2 separate regions of the Mus musculus genome follow, and region 1 is linked to region 2. A link is a contact called in public HiChIP or PLAC-seq data. All regions are on one chromosome and are shown on one strand. The core of a region is the stretch at or near the end of the contact, and the rest is flanking DNA. Distances in the headings are between cores, read along the strand shown. Region 1 overlaps Gm34289 (a long non-coding RNA gene). Region 2 holds the start of Smu1 (smu-1 suppressor of mec-8 and unc-52 homolog (C. elegans)).

Region 1 (5,237 bases), core at 1,551-4,050, 140 kb before region 2:
CTCTTAACCGCTGAGCATACACAGTTCAGCCCATCAAGGTGGGGAATGGGCATCACAGCTGCACGAGTTGGGAGCTTTTCAACATAGCTGTTTATATTTTGTAAGATCAGAAAATAGAGAGTTTGGGCTGGACACCGAAGTAAAAACCACCTTCAAGGCATGTTCTCAGCTGCGCATTTCAGCTTAACTAGGCCCATGACTTTCTTTTCTTTTTTCTTTTTTCTTTTTGGCCCATGACTTTCTAAAACATCCCCACTCGCCGGGCAAGAGTTTAAGACTATTTAACAGTAGAGCTTTTACCTTCTCAAATACACTGCCCTTGGGTAGTAGTGGTTGCCTGTGGCCACTCTCAGGGATGAAGAGCCCAAAGCTGAAGTGTTTTTTGTTGTTGTTGTTGTTGTTGTCATTTTGGTTTTTGGTTTTTTGGTTGTTTTGTTTTGTTTTATTTTGCCTCTTTTTCTTGGTCTCCAGCTCCAGCACTGCAGGAGTTGTAGGGAGGATTGGGGGCAAACTGACCCATCAGGAATGGTCAGGCATGTGTGTTGGAAGCTGAGCAAGCTGTTCCTGGTACTGGACATAGCTGGGGCAAGCTCTGAGGTTGAGATAAGACAGAGGAGGGCCAGGGAGGCTCTAGGGCGAGAGGAACGCTTTGGCCACACCCTCGGGTCTGTACTGTATGAAGGATGCTGTCTTAGCTACTTTTCTATTGCTGTGAAGGGACACCATGACCAAGGCAATTTATAGAAGAAAGTGTTTAATAGGGGCTTACGGAGTCTGTGACTATTGTGGTGGGGAGAATGGTAGCAGGCAGACAGGCATGGTGCTGGAGTAGTAGCTGAGAGCTTACATCTCACCTACAAGGTCAAGGCAGAGAGAGCTAACTGGGAATTGGCTAGATTTTGAAAATTCAAAGCCCATCGCCAATGACACTCCTCTTCCAACAAAGCCACACCTCTTCCCAATCCTTTCCAAACAGGTCCAACTATGGTGAATCCAGCATTCAAACATATGGACCTATGGGAACCATTGACCTGGCCGGCGGGTCAGTCAACAGGGTCTGCAAGGCAGAGAGTAGAGATGGAGGGGCAAGAGACGCAAAGAATAGTGACAAGGCAGTCTAATCAAGTCTCATTTATTGAAAGGCAACTCTGGGTATATAAACACAATCTGGGGAGTGCAGCTGGAGACACTTAACCACAAGTCCAGGATGTGTCTGAGAAAAACAGAATGTTATCAGAGTGTGTTCAGCTGTGGTGGGCTGCTTGCAAAAACATCATGTTAGGAAAACAAGCCTCTTGTCATGGTGGAAAAGTACCAACCTGTAAGTAAATAGCCCAAGATGGATGTAGAGAAGATAGCTGCTTTCTGCTGAGAGTTGGCTCCCAACTAACCATTTTTATTCAAACACTGTAGCTGCTGCCTATCTCAGGAGAGCAGCAAACAACTGGAAAGGAAGCAGAAAACTGTGACATGGATAAGCCTGACAAAATAAAACATATAGACACACCAAGACCCTCCCTGCAGCACTTTGCCTGCTCCTGGCCCAGGGAGAGGTATAGCTTTCAGCTGGAGAATATGCCCACATTCTCCAGAGAACCAGAGCAGATATAATCTCCTAATGTCCACGGGGAAGTAGATGTCTTAATTCTATTCAAAAATTCAGAGAAAGGCAGGCATGCCTATATTTACATGGAAAGGAAGAGGGGTATTAAGCTGGGTTGTTCCTCATTTTTCTCTTCCTTTCCTTCTCTCCCCGCCCCCTTCCCTCTTCCGTCTTCCTTCTTCGTCTTCCTTCTTTTCTTGGATGTCTTCTAACTAAATAGTCCAGACTACATTTAAACTCTAAACCCTACAGAGTACTAGAACTACAAGTGTGCCCACAAAACCTGGCTCACCTGACCCCTTTCTGGAGAGATTTTACCCAGTTTGCTTAGGGCTCCACCCCTAGCCTAGTCAACAGTGTATCAGAGGAGGCCTATTCCTTGGATGGGAGTTGCCAAGGTCAGGCTGTTCCTGGCGAAGGAACCAGCATGGGACGAGTGTTCTCTTCAGAAACAAAGCTCTGCCTAAAAAGGAAAACAGCTTTGGGAATTGTGAGATGGTTCTGTGGGTAAAGGGGCTTGCTGCCAGGTCTGAAGACCTAAGTTCAATCCCCCAGGATCCCCATGATGGAAGGAGAGAACTAACTCCCCCAAGTTGTCCTTTGGCTTCTACATGCACATAAAAGCACTTAAATAACACCCCCCCACACACACACACTCTAAATAAATATATAAAAATAATAGTACAATTTTTGAAGAAGGAAAATAGGCTCCCCCTCCCCCTGCAAACTCACTCCCTAATAACAACTGCTATACATTTTGGTGAAAAAAAATTTTTTTACACGTTTCCTGCTCCATGTGTATTTGTCCACATTTAACATAACTGAAATTATAATAGCTATACATTACGTGCCTTACTTTTTCACCTAGCACACTATAAACGCTTCACTATTAGAATTGCTGCAATCATAATTAACACGCTATAATGATGAGACCGGCTGACTCCATGACTGGCTTCAAATTGGCAGCCTAGGAGACTAGGCCTAAGAACTGGGCAAGTCCAAGCAAGCCCAGGCATGCCAGTTACTAGAAAAAAAACCTCAGTCTTCGGGCAGCTAGTCAGCAACTATCAGAAGCTTCCCTGCAACCTGGCCTGAAGCAAGGACAATGGGTCAGCAAGTTTCCAGACCTCCCCAGTAACAGTTTCCAGCCCCCATCCCCCTGGAGACAGAGTAAGATAAGGAAAGGCCGCCTACCTTGTGTTAGCATTCCTTCTAGGCTCTGCCCCACAGTTACCTGGCAACAGCCAGGTAGGCCTCACTCAGTATAAAAGAGGCTGCTTGCCCCCTCCTCACTCTCTTACTCTCTTACTCTTTCTTCTGTCCCTCCCCATTCCCCTCCCCACTCTCTCTCCATGTGTTCATGGCCAGTCTCTCTCTCTCTCTCTCTCTCTCTCTCTCTCTCTCCCTCCTCTGTTTTTCTCTGTCTCTCCTCCCTCAACTCCCCTTCCCGTGCCCTAAACAAACTATTCCACACTATATCTGTCGGATGGCTGTCGAACAGCTTGAGTCTGTAGAGGCATGCCCGTACCCTGCACCATACCGCACCTCTATCAAACATATTCCTGGTTCTTCCTTTCTTTTTTTATAATACACAGCAGTTTCGAGACCCCACAGATGGAGTAGGATAAAGGTCACCAGCTCTGGAATCCCCTATCGTGCTTTAGATCTGACCTGCAAGCTCACTTGGTTGTCTCTCTCTCTCTGTCTTGGTAATGGGGAGACCCCAGCATGCTGGACTTCACAGAATAAAATACTCTTTGTGTTTATAAACTATTTGAGTTCAGGTGTCATTCTTTGGCTAATCATAGAGCCTTGCATACTATGATTGTAAGTTAACCAGCCATGTCCCTGTTGTAGGGACAGATATGCATCTCTCAATATAGAGAAATTGGGATTTCTTTCTTTCTTTTTTTTTAAAGATTTATTTATTAGATGTAAGTACATTGTAGCTGTCTTCAGACACTCCAGAAGAGGGTGACAGATCTCATTACCAATGGTTGTGAGCCACCATGTGGTTGCTGGGATTTGAACTCAGGGCCTTTGGAAGAGCAGTCTGCCCTTAACCGCTGAGCCATCTCTCCAGCCAAAATTGGGATCTCTAAGAGGGTTTTTTCCCCCTTTAAAAATCTTTTTAAATTACATTATTCATTCATTTTGTGTAAGTGTGCGACACATGCCACAGTGCTTGTATGGAAGTTAGAGGACCATTTGCAGGAGTTGACTCTCACCTTCTGAGGCAGGAGAATAGGAAGTGGGAAGGGAGAAGAGGGTTCTAGAGGTTAACTTACTAAAGGCAGCAGGAAAGCGGAAACAAGAGACTGGCAGTCCAGAGCCCACCTGCCTCCCTTCAGAGCATGTTTGAGAAACAGGCAAGTTTATGAACGTGGAGGGGGAGGGTACTATGTTAATGGCCTGTGGGAGCCAGGCCCCTGGGAAGGCCTGGGATGCCTCTGGGCTCCTCTGGGCCTCTCCCTTAACAAGCTCTTCCATTTCTTGTAACTTTCCACACGTCTCTGTACAACTCCTACGAGGTATGTTCTGGAGAGACGGCTCTGTGGGTAAGAGAACTGGCTGCTCTTCCAGAGAATTTGGATTCGATTCCCAGCTCCAACAGGGCTGCTCACAATGACCAGGGGAATCCATTGCCCTCTTCTGGCCTCTGTGGGCACCAAGAATCCATGTGGTGCACAGGCATGGAGGCCAAGCCCACGTACACATAAAATAAAGACAAAGAACTAATCCAGGGAGGCGGCACGAGAACCTGGAAACTAACTGTCAGCCCTCTAGACTCACAGCCAGGCCTGTAACACTGCTGCCGTGTTCGGCCTGGGATCCATCTTCCGTTGTTGGCTTGCCAGCTCCTGGCTGTCCAGCCACCTCTCTGGCCCCGAGATTTCTAAATCCTTCATTATGATTGAGGAAGTTCTTTCCACAATCTCCCTCTCAGTTAATAAGGAAACTGTGGAATAGTATGAATCGATAATTTAAACAGCCCGCCTCTAAAAGCTTTTTTTTTTTTTCTTAAATTTTACTACAGTTGACTATGTATGTCAGAAATCTCCATCTCTCTGTTAGGTATCCTAAACCCTCACTCCCCTCCTCTGCTGGAATATCAGCTGAGGCTTCTTCATCCCTCCCTGAGGATCTGATGCAGGGACTGTTACAGAGGTTCCAGTGAGGTTAAAGTAACAAACAAATGAGAACCTGTGAGGACTTGGGACCAGTGTCCTAGGATAGAGATGTCCTCCCAGGAGGCCTGGCAGAAGCCGTTCTGGGAGAGCAGGGCAGACAGGGATTTTTAGGAGATATTATGCACTGATACCTGCCAGGCAGTCTGTCAGGAAAGGGGTGGATGGGGGAGGCGTGGTGGTGGTGGTGGTGGTGGTGGTGGTGGTAGGAATGGGGGCGGGGTGGGAGAGGTGGAAGTGCAGGCAGAGGTAGGGACAGGAGTAAGGAGTCAGGGGCAAGGGTGTTTGAAGGATGGAGTAGGGTGGGCATAGAGGGACGGGGGTGTTTGAAAGTGGGGAGTAGGGTGGGGTGAAGGCGGGGGTAGGTTGGGAGTGGAGGGTCCGGGGGGGGGGGGAGGGATTGGAGTGGAATTAGGGAATAGTAAGCACCTTGACACCTCTCATAT
Region 2 (4,948 bases), core at 711-3,210:
AAAGTTAAGAGAATATGAATATTTGTTTGGAATTACTTGTTTTCTGTAGTAAGTACTGAGGATTTACCCCATAACCTTGTACATGCTGTGCAAGTTCTACCACTGAGCTACATCGTCATTCCTCCTCCCACCTTTTAGTTTTAGATAGGCATTCACTAAGTTGCCCTTGAATTCCTTGTAGCCTGAGAAGGCTTTGAATTTGTGATCTTCTAACCTTATTTCCTGAGTACCTGGCATTAGGGGCCTGCACTATCTAGCCTGCCTGTTGGAACCATTTCTCATAGGGATTTCTGCAGTATGTTCTCAGCAGTACTTGACTCAGGGACCTCCCAATATTTTGTAATCTTCCCTTCAATATTCTTCCAAGTGATGGAAGGGGAGAATCAGCTCATCCCAGGACAGCCATGGAGACACAGAAACACAATCTCAGAAAACAAACAAACAAACAAAGGAAAGAAACAAAGGAAGAAAGATAGGAAGGAAGGAAGGAAGGAAGGAAGGGAGAGAGAGAGAGAGAGAGAGAGAGAGAGAGAGAGAGAGAGAGAGAGAGAGAAAGAAAGAGAGAGAGAGAGAGAAAAGAAGAAAGAAATAAATTCCTATGCTGTGCTCTGAATGAGACTATCTCAGAAGTCATTATACTTATTATTGAGATAGGGTTTCTCTGGCTGTCCTGAAACTCACTTTGTAGACCAGGCTGGCCTTGAACTCACAGAGCTTCCAGCCTCTGCCTCCACCGTGCTGGAATTAAAGGGGTGTGCCACCACTGCTTGGCTGAGACTGTGTTCTTTAGAGTTGATGGGAAATAGGTGATTTGAAACGTGAAAGAGCTGGGCATGGTGATACACCTCTTTAATCCAAGCACCTTAGAAGATCCCATTCATTGTAACAGTAGCATATGTCATTTTCTCTACTTAGTTTCAAACGACTCTTTTTAAAAATTTCCCTCCTTTAGTCCCAGCACTCAGGAATAGAGGCAGGCAGCAAGGCCAGCCTGGCTTACAGAACAAGTTCCAGGACAGTCAGGGCTACAAAGAGAAATCCTGTGTCAAAAACCAAACACAATACAACAAAACAAACAAACAAAAATCAAGTAAAAATGAAAACATAAACAGCATATGAGCGGCTATATTGAAAGGCTCTGGTTTTGATACCTAGCACTGGGGGGAAAAAAGGAGACTGTAAAGAAATTGTGTGGAAGGTAGACAAGAGCCATTAGAAATCCCTAAACTATCTCAATATGTAATTTCACAAGATAGACATGCCACTGTGTTGTGTGTGTGTATATATATGTATATGTATATGTATGAATATGTATATATATATAAGTGTATACATATATATGTACTTTGTCAATAGAATTTTAAAATAGCTCTTATTGGAGATAAGCACTGTGATGCCATCTGTAATTCTAGCCCTTGGAAAGTAGGGGCATCTTCAACTATATAATTAGTTTGAAGCCAGCTATAAGCTGCATGTCCATCCCACCTTTTCCCTAGCCTTTATTTATAAAATTCATCAATATTTATGTATGGTTTTTTATTAGTGGGGATTGAACCAGGGCGTCTGACTTGCTAGGTAAACACTCTGATCACTGAGCTATGTCCTCAGCTCTGTCATGCCATACCAGTAAGGTATGATTTAAACTCTATATTGAAAGGAGTCTCAGATCTGTTATAACTTCGCATTTGGTTACATTTCTTTCTCCGTAACCGCAGCTTTTTCCAACTTAATTCTTAGCTGGATCTGAGCGCGATAGCGCACACTTTTAATCCTAGCATTAGGGAGGCAGAGGAGGGCGGGACAGCCAAGGCTGTAGAAAGACTCCACCTGTGTGTACGTTCGCGAAACCGATGGGCATTCGTAGTCCTGCCACGCTTTCGCGAGGCCCCGCCCCTCACGCCCCGCCCACCTGGGCGTGTTCTTCCTTCGCCCTTTAGACCCTAACGGAGCGGAAGTGTCGCAGCGCGGCCGCCGGAAGTGTCGCGCGGCGTTGTGCGACCGGCTGTGTGCTGAGTGGGGCCTGGACCCGGAGCGTTACCGCTATGTCGATCGAAATCGAGTCTTCCGAGTGAGTCCTGCCGTGGCGTGTTCGCGGCGTGGCGTGTTCGCGGCGTGGCGTGGGGTGGAGTGGAGGGTGGTCGGAGGACGTTGGAGGGGGAGCTGCGCGCCGGAGGTTGCGGCCTCGAAGCACTTTCCGGGTTGGCTCCCTCTTTAGATGGGCCCGCGAGAGAGCAGCCGTGGGGCGGGCCGTCTGGAGCCCCTGGGCCCCGGCGTCGGGCTGTGCTGGGGCACACCGAGTAGACCTGACTACTGTGGTTTCCTCTGCTAGCCACACCGCCCTCGGCGCTGCCCGGGTGTCCGCCAGTCCCTCAGCTCTTCCTTCTGGTCCAAGCACTAGTTACCCCAAAGACTCTGCTGCTTCTCCTATCTGATTAGATCCAGTGTGGTGTATTGATTTGGTTTGCAATTTGCAGAGAGAGAGAACCTCTTTGTGGACACAGAATTTGAATATTGATTGAGTCAGAAGAATGAGACTTAGTGAAGGCGGGGACGGCGACGAGGAGCCAGGTGGGCGGGGAGTGAGTGACTGAAGAGTCTTGCTTGGACTCCCCAGGACTCCACCCACCGCCTTTTATTTTTTGAAAAGTAAAATTAAATTATGAAATTAGCAAACAGCTGTGTTCTGAGTGGAGGGGAGAGATACGCATGTTCTGAAGATCTGCAGAAAAGCAAGGTTTATTAATTAAGTCGGCGGAGTCTGAAACCTGCTATGTATTTTTAAGACTGAAGCTGGATGTGAAGTATGCACGTCTATGATCGCAGTATTAAATGGGCAAGTAGGAAGGCCTGGAGTCCAGCCTGAGCCTCTTCATAGCGATATATATATATATATATATATATATATATATATATATATATATATTTTTTTTTTTTTTTTTTTCCGAGACAGGGTTTCTCTGTATAGCTCTGGCTGTCCTGGAACTCACTTTGTAGACCAGGCTGGCCTCGAACTCAGAAATCTGCCTGCCTCTGCCTCCCAAGTGCTGGGATTAAAGGCGTGCACCACCACGCCCGGTGAGATACATATTTTTAACTCAGTTATATGTAAGTCGTTTTTTTCCTGGGTTTTGCTTCTGAGACAAGGTTTTCTGTGAAGCCGTAGCTGTCCTGGAACTCACTCTGTAGACCAGGTGAGTCTCAGACTCAGATTCACCTGCCTCTGCCTCCGGAGTGCTGGAATTAAAGACGTGTGCCAACCCCCAGCTTTATAAATCGTCTTTAAATGAATATATGCTTTGATTGCGGGAGGCAGACAGTAGACAAAAACAGTAAATAAAATATGACGCAGTAACAGATGGTCCCTGTGTAGAAAAATAAAACAGCGACAAAACGTGTTGGATAATGTTAGTCGGGACAGGAACTGCAAAGGATATTTTACCCTGAGGTCTAATAATAGCCTTAACGACCAATCTTTGAGTCTTGAATACCCTTCTATATGAGGAATAACTGCATGTTCATATTATTATTGTTATTATTATTGTTGTTGTTATTGTTTTAAGACAGGGTCCTGGCTGTCCTGGAACTCACTCTGTAGACCAGGCTGGCCTCAAACTCAGAGAGATTCACCTTCCTTTCTTTCTCTGCCTCCAGAATGCTAGAACTCAATTTTTTAACAGACCAGATTTTTTTATAGCATTTTAGATGACTCAATTTGTTAATTTTGTTTTTTTGAGGCAGGGTTTCTCTGTGTCGTCCTTGCTGTCTTGGAACTCACTCTGTAGACCAGACTGGCCTCAGAGATCCACCTGCCTCTGCTTTCTGAATGCTGAGATTAAGGAAGTGTGCCACTACTGCCTGGCCAGTTGATTTAAAAAGGAAAATGTCATTAACTATTTCAGGTTTAAAGTATTTCACACAAATGTCCAGTAGATCTAGTGATCAGAATAATAATGGCTACCAACTTCCTTTCAATCTCCAGACTAAATGACTTTCTTTCTTTCTTTCAGTGTGATCCGACTAATCATGCAGTACTTGAAGGAGAACAGTTTACATCGGGCACTGGCCACCTTACAGGAGGAAACTACTGTCTCTCTGAATACTGTGGACAGCATTGAAAGTTTCGTGGCTGATATTAATAGTGGCCATTGGGATACTGTTTTACAGGCTATACAGTCTCTGAAATTGCCAGACAAAACCCTTATTGATCTCTATGAACAGGTAAGAGTGAGGTGATGTTGACGGTTTTGGTCGGGCCCTTAATTGGGAAGCATCAGTGAGTCTCTCTTAAGCACTTAGGGATTAACTGCATGTAAGATGTACCTGTCAAGACACAGCAGGGTCTTTCTTTCTTTCTTCCCTTTTGGAAGATTCAAGATTTTTCCCAAACTGAAATTATTTCTTGGTATGGTTTTGAAGATCAGACCCAGGGAAACTGAGATTACTTTTAGGTAGTCATTAAATGAAATAGTTTAAAGCTGAGCATGGCCTTGAGGCCAGGTGGTATACATAATGCTTTCCAGGCCAGCCAGGAGTAGACTTTGTATGAAAGGAAGGAAGGAAGGAAGGAAGGAAGGAGGGAGGGAGGGAGGGAGGGAGGGAGGGAGGGAGGGAAGGAAGGAGGGAGGGAGAGAGAAAGAAAGACAGAGAGAGAGAGAAAAGAGAGAGAGAAAAAAATATTCTAATATTAAATCATATCATGTGATTCAGTTCAGGCACTGACCACCAGGAATTAACACACACCACTAAGTCTGACATAGATTTCTCTTACTTTACGTACTGGCTCTACTATGTTGGGGTATACAGGGGCAGGGCATATTTATTTAGTCCATTTGCATTTTTTCTCCTCTCTCTCTCTCTGTTTTTTTGTTTGTGTTTGTTTGTTTCTAAGGGTTTTATAAGCTCTGACCCTAGCACAGACATCGACTTAATTATTATAAAATAACATAAA

Evidence for each region. HiChIP or PLAC-seq counts read pairs in DNA pulled down with a chosen protein or histone mark.
Region 1: a contact with region 2 is called in an H3K4me3 HiChIP or PLAC-seq map of embryonic stem cells, with 10 times the contacts expected there. The contact joins the enhancer-like site here to the promoter of Smu1 in region 2. A contact is called at or near these places in 20 of 39 promoter capture datasets (the 3T3-L1 cell line, 3T3-L1-derived adipocytes, the C10 cell line and 14 more), 3 of 15 datasets of contacts at CTCF or cohesin (CD8 T cells, the NIH/3T3 cell line and pro-B cells), 12 of 484 Hi-C or Micro-C datasets (B cells, the C2C12 cell line, CD8 T cells and 6 more), 36 of 115 datasets of contacts at active chromatin or transcription factors (the 230-238 cell line, CD8 T cells, DN3 thymocytes and 23 more) and 4 of 9 other capture datasets (adipose tissue, liver, macrophages and 1 more).

The regions. Positions count from the first base shown.
Region 1 is chr4:40,896,219-40,901,455 of GRCm38.p6, reverse strand. It overlaps Gm34289 (a long non-coding RNA gene), which reads right to left. Exons shown (of 4, transcript XR_001784553.1): 4 at 1,085-1,444. Among named protein-coding and RNA genes, the nearest start is that of Spink4, 21 kb to the left of the region's middle. Within about 2 kb of position 2,800, at least 36 of the 459 cell types and tissues checked have an H3K27ac peak or open chromatin away from gene starts, as enhancers often do. A contact at or near this core is called in adipose tissue, bone marrow-derived macrophages, differentiating embryonic stem cells and 3 more, where this site is marked.
Region 2 is chr4:40,754,897-40,759,844 of GRCm38.p6, reverse strand. It overlaps Smu1 (smu-1 suppressor of mec-8 and unc-52 homolog (C. elegans)), which reads left to right and starts at 1,960. Exons shown (of 12, transcript NM_021535.4): 1 at 1,960-2,068; 2 at 4,008-4,218. The coding sequence starts at 2,043.